3 separate regions of the Mus musculus genome follow, and all the other regions are linked to region 1. A link is a contact called in public HiChIP or PLAC-seq data. All regions are on one chromosome and are shown on one strand. The core of a region is the stretch at or near the end of the contact, and the rest is flanking DNA. Distances in the headings are between cores, read along the strand shown.

What was found. HiChIP or PLAC-seq counts read pairs in DNA pulled down with a chosen protein or histone mark.
Region 2: a CTCF HiChIP or PLAC-seq map of CD8 T cells shows a contact between it and region 1, with 5 read pairs. The contact joins two enhancer-like sites. A contact is called at or near these places in 1 of 15 datasets of contacts at CTCF or cohesin (CD8 T cells) and 5 of 115 datasets of contacts at active chromatin or transcription factors (CD8 T cells, bone marrow-derived macrophages, effector CD8 T cells and 2 more).
Region 3: a contact with region 1 is called in a BATF HiChIP or PLAC-seq map of CD8 T cells, with 7 read pairs. The contact joins the promoter of Dars here to the enhancer-like site in region 1. A contact is called at or near these places in 9 of 39 promoter capture datasets (3T3-L1-derived adipocytes, the C10 cell line, the HPC-7 cell line and 4 more), 2 of 15 datasets of contacts at CTCF or cohesin (large pre-B cells and pro-B cells), 18 of 484 Hi-C or Micro-C datasets (B cells, CD4 T cells, CD8 T cells and 11 more), 22 of 115 datasets of contacts at active chromatin or transcription factors (CD8 T cells, the HPC-7 cell line, the SCID.adh cell line and 18 more) and 2 of 9 other capture datasets (adipose tissue and liver).

What each region holds. Positions count from the first base shown.
Region 1 is chr1:128,568,634-128,572,766 of GRCm38.p6, reverse strand. No RefSeq gene overlaps it. Among named protein-coding and RNA genes, the nearest start is that of Cxcr4, 22 kb to the left of the region's middle. Within about 2 kb of position 2,251, at least 59 of the 459 cell types and tissues checked have an H3K27ac peak or open chromatin away from gene starts, as enhancers often do. A contact at or near this core is called in CD8 T cells, the HPC-7 cell line, acute myeloid leukemia and 1 more, where this site is marked.
Region 2 is chr1:128,777,933-128,782,065 of GRCm38.p6, reverse strand. No RefSeq gene overlaps it. Among named protein-coding and RNA genes, the nearest start is that of Gm23056, 110 kb to the left of the region's middle. Within about 2 kb of position 2,140, at least 4 of the 459 cell types and tissues checked have an H3K27ac peak or open chromatin away from gene starts, as enhancers often do. A contact at or near this core is called in CD8 T cells, where this site is marked.
Region 3 is chr1:128,414,978-128,419,110 of GRCm38.p6, reverse strand. It overlaps Dars (aspartyl-tRNA synthetase), which reads left to right and starts at 1,695. Exons shown (of 16, transcript NM_177445.5): 1 at 1,695-1,959; 2 at 3,700-3,757. The coding sequence starts at 1,894.

The DNA of each region.
Region 1 (4,133 bases), core at 1,002-3,501:
CTGCTGGTCCTGCCTCTCTCTCCCTACTGAGCGGTGGGATTAGCAATTTGACGTTACTTATTAACCTTTTCATTTGGTAACAATGAAGAGTCTCCTATGCTTCAGGGTCTCCCCCAGAGTGCCTATTTTGAAGCAGGGATGGTGGAAGATCTGTTGAGGGGATGAGGGTGTGTCTCGGGTTGATAGTGTTTGCCTAGCACACAACAAGCCCTGAGCTCCATCTCCAATACCAAACACTCCATCTCTCCAACACCTGGGAGCTGGGGGCTAGAGGATCCGAAGTTTAAAGTCATCCTTGGCTACCTACGGAGTTCCAGGCCAGAGGCAGCCATATGAAAACTATCGTAAATTTGGGTACTTGAATGTTTCGTCCTCATGTATGCCTGTGTACGTGTGTACCTGATAACCTGGAACTGGAGTTACAGACAGTTGTGAGCTACCATGTGGGTGCTGGGAATCAAACCTGGGTCTTCTGGAAAAGCAACCAGTGCTTATATCCACTTAGCCCTGGAAATCCCACACGGGATTCTCCGACTTCACCTGTGGTCCACCCTAGCTGAACGAACCACACAGGAAGAACCTACATTCAGATCGCCTGGCTCCTTTGACCTCATCCCATGTCCCTGCTACAGGGACTGGGCCACACAGGTCTCTGTCCAGAGGACCTGTAGAGGGTAGGAACAGGCACACTTGAAGTGCATTTCCTCACTGGGTTTCATAAGGTGCAACCTTCTCCTTTGTGAGAGTTTCCTGTGCTGCCCAGGTTTCCTTCCCTAGGTTCTCAAATCCCAGAGTCCACACAGTGTGTGAGTGTGTGTGTTCTCTGAATCACTGTCCAGCCCTCCCCAGTGTGTGCATGTGTGTGGGTGGGTGCATACGTGAGTGTGTGAGTGTATGTATATGTGTGTGTGTTTGTGTGTCAGGGTGTGTGTGGTATGTGTATCTCTGAGTGAGCATGGTGTGTATATGTGTGTATGTATGTGGTATGTGTTCGTATGTGTTTGGTGTGTGTCTGTGTTTGTGTGCGCATATGTGAGTGTGTATATGTGTGTGTGGTGTGTCCATCTGTGAGAGTATATGTTTGTGTGTGTGGTGTGTGCTTTTGCCTATGTGTGTGTGTTTATTTGTGTGGGTGTGTGTGCATGCACTCGTGTGTACATGTGGACACAGCTCAGCAATGTGTGCCCTTATGGAAGCCAGTCCAGGCCAGGTCTATTATGTGTTGTTCTCTGTTGCTCTTCATTTTATTGTTTCAGAAGAGACTGAATCCTTTCAGCAGAAACAAGTGTTCTTTACCCACCGAGCTAACTCCTTAGCTCCTGAAGACAACTGGCTAGTTTTCTAACCAGAAAATGAGAGATTTTTTAAAACCTGATAGCAACACCAATTTTCAAATAAAGTCTTCTGTGGTGGAGTCCCTTAGAAGGACTGGGAATGCAGTTCCATCAGTAGAGTGCTTGTCTGGCATGCACACAAACCTCAAGTGTGGCCTGCGTCAGGCAGGGTGGCATACAGCTGTCATATAACATGGGGGAAGGTTGAAACAACAAGATAAGACATTGAAGGTCACCTCCAGCCTCACAGGAAGGTACAGACCAGTCTCGGCTGTGGGAGAACTTGTCTCAAATCACATAGACACAGGGACGTGGGAGAGGGAAAGAGGAAGAGGGAGTAGTTATAATGTCTTCTGTACATGATAGAACCAGTGTACTCATGAGATCACAGCAACTGTAGTTGTCTCCATGAAACCTGCACATGATCAAGCCAGTTAACAATCCATCATGGAACAGGAAGAGACTCATAAGCTCCCACCCACAGCTAAGGAGCTATTGACAACTGGTGGCTTCTAGTGGACTCATGGTTAGTATTCTTTATTGCCCTCTGGTTGGTCAATTATGCTCCAATGAAGATCCCCTGACCATGTGTATATGGACAGCATAAATTGCACTCAAAGGGATACTAAGAAAGAAAGAGGACATGAAATTTAGAAGGTGATGTGGGGAAATACCCAGGAGGAATTAGAAAAAGAGTAAGGGGATCAATATGGTTGAAAGACATTGTTTATGGCATGAATTTCACAAAGAATATATTTTAACTTTACGTTAAAAACATAAAAGAATAGGTTGCTGTGAAAATTAGAAGGCTGCGGTGAGAGAGAGTAAGTAAGCTGTTGCCAGGAGAACGAATAGGAGTCGACACGACAAAGTAGGAAGGAACAGACTCAGAGATGTCAAAACAGCAGTCTATGAGGCAATGAGCTCAGCGGTTGGAGAGAGTGAGCTAGAAAGGAGCGCGTTGTTGCCTCTGAAGAATTGGAAGCTAGGGAGAATGATGAATGAAGCTAAGGAAAATGATGGGAGGAGCTCGGGAGAGTGATGGGAGGAGCTAGAGCGAGTGATGGGAGGAGCTAGGGATTGTGATGAGAGGTGAAGTTGGGGGAGAAAACAAGACCGCTGGGCTCTGGAGGACCTCGTTTAGGATGCTGGGGACGCCCCTGTGTTGAAACAGACATGTGGAATGACACGTTAAAGTTTCTGCCTGTGGTCAGGAGATGACTGGGTGGGGTCAAAGCCAGACTAACGGTGGCCATCACTACTAGATCTGAGATTGGCTTGTGGGTATTTGTGAGGTAGACCTTTTAGGTATAACCGACAGGATGTGGAGATAAACAGGTTTCTGACTTAAGAAACTAGGTGGCTGGCTGTCTGGAGAGACAGCGCAGAGGATCAGAGTGCTCGCTGCTCTTGCAGAGAACCAGAGTTCACTTACCAACACCATGTTGGTTAGCTCACAATCAGCTGTAATTCTAGCTCCAAAAAATCTGACACCCTCCTCCAGCTTCCTCAGGCATGGCACTCATGTGTACAAACTCACACACAGCTACACATTTACACATAAATATAAATAAATGTTAAAAATTAGGTAGATGAATATGCATATGGGGAAGATGTCATATATTAGTTAGGGGATAGAGATAAGATGGATGGATGGATGAATGGATGAATGGATGGATGGATTCATAGACACAAAGATACATAGATAGTAGATAGATGATAATAGATAAACAATAGATAGATAATAGATTAATAGTTGATAGATAGATAGATAGATAGATAGATAGATAGATAGATAGATAGATAGATAGATAGAAGATAGAAACTCCAATTTGCTATGTAGAGAGAGATGACCTTAAAATTCTACTCTTCCAGCCTACCTCCCAATGCTCAGATTGCAAACATGTGTCATCTCACCAAGTTTTATGAAGTGCTGGGAGTCAAAACCAGAGCTTCATGCAATCCATTCTGCTAAGTACTATATTAAATGGTCCCCAAGAAACTAGTTCAAGGAAAGCAGAAATATTCATGTGTATATATATATATATATATATATATATATATATATATATATATATATGCCATATGTTAAAAGCCCAGGGCTGATACGATTGTTTTGCCACCAAAGTGCAAAGTTCTAAGGACTGGGTACATAGCTCAGTGCTTGTCTAGCTTGCCCAAGGCTTTGGGTTTCATCCTCAGTAACACACACACACACACACACACACACACAGAGAGAGAGAGAGAGAGAGAGAGAGAGAGAGAGAGAGAGAGAGAGAGAGAGTTTCCAAAACACAATATTTTTACATAGAAAGGAGAATAAAAATTTAGGGTCACCACCTCAAACTTATCAAGATACCTCTTGTTAACACCTCTTTAGTCAAGAGGAAGGCCACATGACCCAACATAAATGAAGCAGAGAACTGAAATAAAGACTTTGGATAAACAGCCAAACATGCCTAGCTAAACTTTAATAACAGAATATTAGAAAGACTCTTGCTTGTTGAATGTCACATTGGGGAGTGCTTGGTGCAAACAGAGAGATAAGTAGAAGAAAAGAATCTCTCTGGAAAATCCACCACAACAGGTGATTCTAGGTTGTGGCAAGTTAGCAGGTAAAATTAGCCATCCGGGGCTGGAGAGATGGCTCAGCAGTCAAGTGTACTTGCTATCTTGCAGAAGACTAGGGTTTGGTTTTCAACACCTACACAGTGGTTCAACTATATAACTTCCATTCCAAAGGACATGATGTTTTCTTCTTTATTTTTAAGCCAGGTGCTGGTAGCACATACCCCTTTA
Region 2 (4,133 bases), core at 891-3,390, 210 kb before region 1:
CCCCTGGGGCTGGCTGCCAGCCAGCTTGTCCTCCTTGGCAAGTTCCAGGCCAGGAAGAGAGAACGTGTCTCAAAGAAAGGATGGATGGCTCCAGAGAAATGACATTTGAGGTTGCACTCTGACCTCTATACACAGGTGCATACACACATACACCAACATACACACCAACACCTGCGCGCACATTCACTTACACTCACACATTTTCTTTTTCTTTTCTTTTAAAGAACAAACATCGGGCCAGTGAGTGTGCAAGCTTGGAGACATGAGTTTGATTACTGGATCCTCCAGTGGAATAACAGAACCAGCTCTCAAAAGTTGTCCTCTGACTTACTGAAGCAGGCTGTGGGGTGTGCCCATCCACACTGGCACTTCCCTCTGTCTCTGATTCTCTCTGTGTCTGTCTCTCTCCTTCTCCTTCCCTGACTCTCTCAGATTTAAAAAATCAGCAGAAAGAAAATATCACACAAGTGCATTTCCGTAATGTATCCAGAAGCGCTAAGTCCACAGAGGCAGAAGGTGGCTGGGGGAGGCCGTGGGAAGATAAGAATTCCTGCCTGTTGGATATAGGCTTTATTTGGGGGTAAAGCAAACAGTCTGGATGCAGATGGAAGCCACACATTGCAGGCATACTAAATGTCACTGAATCATAAGCTTTCGTTTACATGGATTTACATGATTCTTAAACACAAAGTAGGGCTGGAGAGATGGCTCAGCAGTTAAAAGCTCCTACTGCTGTTGCAGAGGCCTGGAGTTCAGATCCCAGCGTCTAAGCCAAGTAGCCCATAGTCACCTATAACTTCAACTCCAGGGGACCTGATACTCTCTTTGTTCTCCACAGGTATTGCACTCACGTGCACATAACCTGAGACACACACACATATAATTAAAAGTAAACTCAAGATATATTAAAATGCAAAAGCATGATCAACAGTACCCTTTGCCGCCCTGTAATGTTTCATATGTGATTTTGGAAATAATACTAGGGTGTTAGTTTTATTGTTGCACATTTTTATTGTAAACTTTAAATGTACATGGGTAGGAAAGACATTCTCTCTCTCTCTCTCTCTCTCTCTCTCGCTCTCGCTCTCTCTCCCTCTCTCTCTCTCTCTCCATATTCCTGAAATGTTATAGGGCTGGCTAACGGTTAAATGGTTTATCAGGTAAAGGTTCTTGCCATCAAACCTGACAACTCAAGTTTAATCCTCAGAGCCCACATGGTGAGAGGAAATTGCCAACTCCCACAAGTGGTTCTCCGACCTCTGAGCAGGCCATGGCACATGTGTGATCATGTGCCCAAACATGTAGATATGTACATACACACATATCCATAAATAAAAGTAAAAAAGAAAAACACTTTTGAGTAACAGAAACAAACAGTTGTCAAAGAAACAATGCACACCTAAGGCAATGAATATGCCAATTACCCTATGAATATTATACATCATACAAATGTATTAGAGTGTCATAATGTGTCTCATAAAAATGTATAATTACTCCATGTCCATTAAAAACAGGGATGGGGGAAATGACTTAGTGGATAAAGTGCTTACTGCACCAATGTGGCAATCTGAGTCTGAATCCACAGAACCCATACAAAGGCTGGATGCTTAGCACATGGCTATAGTCCCAGGACTTTTATAGGGACCTAGAGACAAAAGATACCATAAGCTGTTAGACCAACTAGTCGAGTACACAGCTGCCGACCAGAGACCGTTTCTTCAAACAAAATGGAAGGTAACATTCAATACCTAAGGTCGTCTTCTGACCTCCATATGCACAGTTTGGCACAGGGACACACTACACACACACACACACACACACACACACACACACACACACACACACACCATTCACACACAAGTAAAAATTTTTTCAAATAAATATAGGCTCAGGACCAAAAATATGTAACAATAATAAAGTGTTGCGTTAAGAGCTGCTTCTCCCCCACAGAAGAGCTAGGCTGCCTCAATGCACGCAGAATAAGTTGTAAAAATTCCCAGAGTCACACTGTAAGAAAAAGGAGGCCAGAGGAGCTTCTGCAAAAGCCTGACCTGAAACCTGAGATAGTCCAGGGTGGCTAGGTAGTTTGTCAGGGTGGTTTCAACTCTTGACCCAGAATTGAAACTCTCCTGAGAGGAGGGGTGTGAGTGGGGAGGTTTTCGAGTCACTCCTTCCTCCCAAGGAGCCTCTCTCAAACTCGGAGAGGTCAGGTCTGGTTTGTGGGCTAGCCTCAGCCTAAAGATCTACTTTGTAAGAACTTGAATGCCTGTGTCTCCTGCAGATAGGCACCCTGGTGGGACTTCAAGCTGAGAGAGGTAGCTGGTAGGCAGAAGGAAGATTGTGGGCAGAGCCATGCCTTGAGATCTTTTTTTTTTTTTTTTTTTTTCTTTCCATTTTTTATTAGGTATTTAGCTCAATAACATTTCCAATGCTATACCAAAAGTCCCCCATACCCACCCACCCCCACTCCCCTACCCGCCCACTCCCCCTTTTTGGCCCTGGCGTTCCCCTGTTCTGGGGCATATAAAGTTTGTGTGTCCAATGGGCCTCTCTTTCCAGTGATGGCCGACTAGGCCATCTTTTGATACATATGCAGCTAGAGTCAAGAGCTCCGGGGTACTGGTTAGTTCATAATGTTGATCCACCTATAGGGTTGCAGATCCCTTTAGCTCCTTGGGTACTTTCTCTAGCTCCTCCATTGGGAGCCCTGTGATCCATCCTTTAGCTGACTGTGGGCATCCACTTCTGTGTTTGCTAGGCCCCGGCATAGTCTCACAAGAGACAGCTACATCTGGGTCCTTTCGATAAAATCTTGCTAGTGTATGCAATGGTGTCAGCGTTTGGATGCTGATTATGGGGTGGATCCCTGGATAAGGCAGTCTCTACATGGTCCACCCTTTAATCTCAGCTCCAAACTTTGTCTCTGTAACTCCTTCCAAGGGTGTTTTGTTCCCACTTCTAAGGAGGGGCATAGTGTCCACACTTCAGTCTTCATTTTTCTTGAGTTTCATGTGTTTAGGAAATTGTATCTTATATCTTGGGTATCCTAGGTTTTGGGCTAATATCCACTTATCAGTGAGTACATATTGTGTGAGTTCCTTTGTGAATGTGTTACCTCACTCAGGATGATGCCCTCCAGGTCCATCCATTTGGCTAGGAATTTCATAAATTCATTCTTTTTAATAGCTGAGTAGTACTCCATTGTGTAGATGTACCACATTTTCTGTATCCATTCCTCTGTTGAGGGGCATCTGGGTTCTTTCCAGCTTCTGGCTATTATAAATAATGCTGCTATGAACATAGTGGAGCATGTGTCCTTCTTACCAGTTGGGGCATCTTCTGGATATATGCCCAGGAGAGGTATTGCTGGATCCTCCGGTAGTACTATGTCCAATTTTCTGAGGAACCGCCAGACGGATTTCCAGAGTGGTTGTACAAGCCTGCAATCCCACCAACAATGGAGGAGTGTTCCTCTTTCTCCACATCCTCGCCAGCATCTGCTGTCACCTGAATTTTTGATCTTAGACATTCTGACTGGTGTGAGGTGGAATCTTAGGGTTGTTTTGATTTGCATTTCCCTGATGATTAAGGATGTTGAACATTTTTTCAGGTGCTTCTCTGCCATTCGGTATTCCTCAGGTGAGAATTCTTTGTTCAGTTCTGAGCCCCATTTTTTAATGGGGTTGTTTGATTTTCTGAAGTCCACCTTCTTGAGTTCTTTATATATGTTGGATATTAGTCCCCTATCTGATTTAGGATAGGTAAAGATCCTTTCCCAATCTGTTGGTGGTCTCTTTGTCTTATTGATGGTGTCTTTTGCCTTGCAGAAACTTTGGAGTTTCATTAGGTCCCATTTGTCAATTCTCGATCTTACAGCACAAGCCATTGCTGTTCTGTTCAGGAATTTTTCCCCTGTGCCCATATCTTCAAGGCTTTTCCCCACTTTCTCCTCTATAAGTTTCAGTGTCTCTGGTTTTATGTGAAGTTCTTTGATCCATTTAGATTTGACCTTAGTACAAGGAGATAAGTATGGATCGATTCGCATTCTTCTACATGATAACAACCAGTTGTGCCAGCACCATTTGTTGAAAATGCTGTCTTTCTTCCACTGGATGGTTTTAGCTCCCTTGTCG
Region 3 (4,133 bases), core at 446-2,945, 150 kb after region 1:
GAATTCCTGGTTTTAAACACAAGTTTTACAGTATTCGATAGAAAAAGTCATAGTTGATATTTCTTACACATATTTACATCGTTACTCCAAAGTTATGACCTAAATAAGAATATTCTATCAAAGCAAAGGAGCACAGTAAGACATATGCAGGAAAACAACAAGAAACAAACAAACAAAAGGAGTCTTGTGGACACACTGAAATATGACAATTCCACCCTACCAAATGACAATAGAATTTATATGTTGCCTTCTGTCGATCAGGGCATACATTAGTACTAAGGCTAAGAGAATAAATACTTCTTTTAGAAATGGAGCCAATTCAGATGCTTTCTGCATTGGAATCCCTTGACTATAATGGAATGTGCTATTGACCATAAGTATTCACTATCATTCCCTAAGGAATGAATACATTCTTCTGTTTTGAGCAAACAGTAGCAGATTAAGATGTGTCTCTTCTCGGCAGTCAGCCTGCGTCAAGTAGAAAGATCAGCTCAGGATCCTGGCCAGAACCATCAGTAATCATTTTATTGCCAATGGTTTATATAACGCTTAGCACAAAGCACATATTTATAACCACTGATGAGTTAATTGAACCATATTTTCCCCCACCTATAACTACATAGTAAACTACACTTCTGGAGCCACCATATCTATCTTACCTGGATTCCAGATCTAAGTAAAATCTTACCTGGATTCCAGATCTAAGTAAAGTTATTCCCAGAGAGCTTTCATTTGAGGGGATAAGGTAGGGTTGGGGAGGAGGGTCCAATTGTATCCTGTTAACAAGTATTGACCATGACATTTTATGTCAAGATAAGACACTACAGACAGCTAAAATGTGACAAAGACGGCTAAAGCTTGTGTCCAGCACCGGAAGTAGTATGTAATCAAGTCTTCAAATTTCATCCCAACAAACTTTTCCTTCTTGGTTGTTGTTTTAAGATAGAGTCTCACTACGCAAACAAGGCTGGCCTCTGCTTCCTGAGTGCTGTTAACTGCAGGCCCGAATTACCAAAGCCCACATTCAATAAAAACGACAGCATTTTTCAAAAGTCTAATTTAGGGAAGATTCACCCATTAGACAACCAACACTATACTATGCATTGCCTTTCACAACACAACAAGTCAAGGAAAACCTGTAGGCTATTGCTTTTAAAACAGTACTCCATCCTGCCTTAGGAGCCTACCTGCCTACCTCTAACACAGCATCCTGCCTTCCCACACAGAGCAGGTTGCCCAGAGACCTCCTCTGACCCAAGAGACAGGCTTCCACAGGGCAGTGAAGGCATCAATTCCAAAAGCGGAGATCCCAGCTGGCAGGACGCGAGACAAGCTGTCTGCCAGGGAGGGTGAAACAATGATACTCACCCCACCCCCAACTCCCTGTCTCTAAATATACAAGTAAGCAAGCTCGTGGTGTTTCACACTCTTAATCCCAGCACTCAGGGAGCAGAGGCAGGAGGATCCTCGTGAGTTCCAGGCCAGACAGCATTACACAGACCCTGTCTTTAAAATAATTAGAATTAAATTTAAAAAGAGGGACTCTGGGAGCAAGGGGAAGACAATTAACTGGAATGAAGTTAGACCAAGAGGGTAGGTATGTCAAGAGGCTCTGCAGGGAAGATTCCTCGGAGCCTATCCTGCGAGACCACACCCACTTCTGGGCCACGCCCCATGACTCCCGTGGGCGGGGCAGAGGGAGGAGCTGGCGGCGGCGCGCGAGAGCTCGCTGTGGCTCTCGCGATATTTCCGAAGCCAAGGTTCCACGCGGAGACTGGGGGCTTAGAACCCGGGCTGGGAGGGCGAGACTGTGCGGGAGGGAGCCGCTTCTTAGCCTGTCCTACGGAAGCCTGCGAGGGAGGGTGGTATCCACTCCCCAAATCCAGTGTCCTGATGCCCAGCACCAACGCCAGCCGTAAGGGTCAGGAGAAGCCGCGGGAGATCGTGGACGCGGCGGAAGTGGGTTTCCTCCTTTCCCCCCGGGTCGGGGAGTGCGCTGAGGGAGGGAGTGGGGCGATCCGGGCGCCGCTTCCGTAGCTCCCGTCAGCGCTTTACTCGCAGGCCGCGGCGTGGGGTGTCGCGTCGCAGGCCAGTGCTCCCGAGGACCCCAGGGGCCGTGCCTGGGCTCGCGGCCTCAACTACTCGGGACTGTTAACTCTTGGGACCGTGGCCTGGAAGAACCGTGTTCCTGGGGGTGGGGGGACAGGCAAACGTGGGCGCTCGCGGAACCGGAAGTAGCTGCGGCGAGGTTCACTCGAGCCTTCCTAGGTTAGCACGTCCTGCACGGAACACACCAGCCCAGTCCCCGGACATTTCTGATAAAGCACCACTAATCGATACCCTCAGCCCTCATAATGTTCTGGCCAGTAAAGACAGCCCTTTGCAGCACGAGCTGCCAGTGTATTTAATGACTTTTCCTTGTGACAGCTGCCAACACGTGTTATCTTGGTTTCCTTTCTCAGTGACTCTGTGAGGTAGGGTAGTGCAATTCCCAGAGATAACCCTCAGTGATCCATAGCACTTTGCAGAAGTCAAGGTTTGAAATCCTCTAAGTTAGGTGTTTGTAGTAATACTTAAGTCTTAATCTTTTCCTGGCTCCTAATTTTTTGGTGGAGGAATTCAGCATTTGCTAACTACATCATAACTCAGAATAATAAGTTACTATTTAGTTCTGCTGAAATGTGAGTACTAAATAGAAACAATAACACTTTTTTTTCTTATTTTCACCCCCCTTTGGTTCAAATGCACCACCTATTTATGGCACATACCATTATGTGACAGTTCTCTCATATTGAAGAAACAATTTCAACAAGAGAATGTAGAAGAACAGAAACTGTTTCAGACATCTTTCAAAACTACCTTGTTAAAAAAAAATTTAAGGAAATTATTTTTGTGTGTTAGTGTGTCTAATTGTATAAATTATCAACACACCATTGTAAGTAGTATAGGTATAAGATACAGTATATGGTAGACATTATAATAGAGTTCTATAAATAAATGGAAGGAACTTAAGAACATTGTAGAGGTAAGGTAAGATAAAATGAAAGACTACGTAACTGTTTAATAAGTGTAGTTTATAGCCTGAACTTCAGCTCCTCTTCCTAACTTACTCCATGAAATTTGATAATATTGCCATTCTCAAACTATGTAACCTGTTATTAGTTGTAGAAATAGGAGGCAGGTGAATTTTCTGGTCGTGTTTTACAAAAGGAAAGTTGTAGTTAGCGTGTATCAAACAGCTCCGATTTCTAACAAGTGAACATCTGGTGCTCAGAAACCTTACCCAAAGCGTTGGTTCTCTTTGAACACCTCTTCCTGTGATAGGAAGTTAATAAAACTGTAGGACTTCATCTTACTCCCTTCACAGGGCAAATTTATATCTCTTCTTTGAAGTAGATTAATCTCCCTTGGAATAAGGTAGTTAAGAAGCATTCTATGCATGTGTAAGTTATACCTGGGAGTACTATTATGCATGATATATCTATGCACATATGTAAATATAATAAATATATAACCAGAAACTGGGTGCTTTTTTTCTTTGTAGTAAGCACATACATAAGTGAACAAATTTCCATATTTAAAATGGCTGAGTTTAAAAGTGTACTTTTGGAAATTAATACAAATTTATTTGTAGTTCTAGGTACTTGTATTTATGTATTTAAATTAAAAGTCATTTTACCAAAAAATTTTTTTCCCTAGGATTATGCTAAAGAGAGATATGGGATATCTTCTATGATACAATCACAAGAAAAGCCAGGTTAGTATTTTCCTTGTAATTCTAGAATACTTCATGAAGTTTAAAATAGGGTTGACTAAAGGTTTATGGATGTTAACACACTCTGTAAATATTATCAGCCTGTAGGTCTTAATCTGGAAAAGAATATGTTTGTTTGTTTGTTTGTTTGTTTGTTTGAGGCAGAGTCTTGTGAATTAGAATTACCCAGGCTGGTCTTGAACTCTGTGTGGCAGAGAGTGACTTTTAACTGCTGACTTCCCCTCTACCCCTCTGAGTGCTGATTTATAACTAGCATGTACCACCAATCCAATCAGTTCTAATTTTTAAATTTTTGGTTTGTTTGTTGAAACTGGATTTCTTTGTAGTCCTGGCTGTCCTGGAATTCACTTTGTAGACC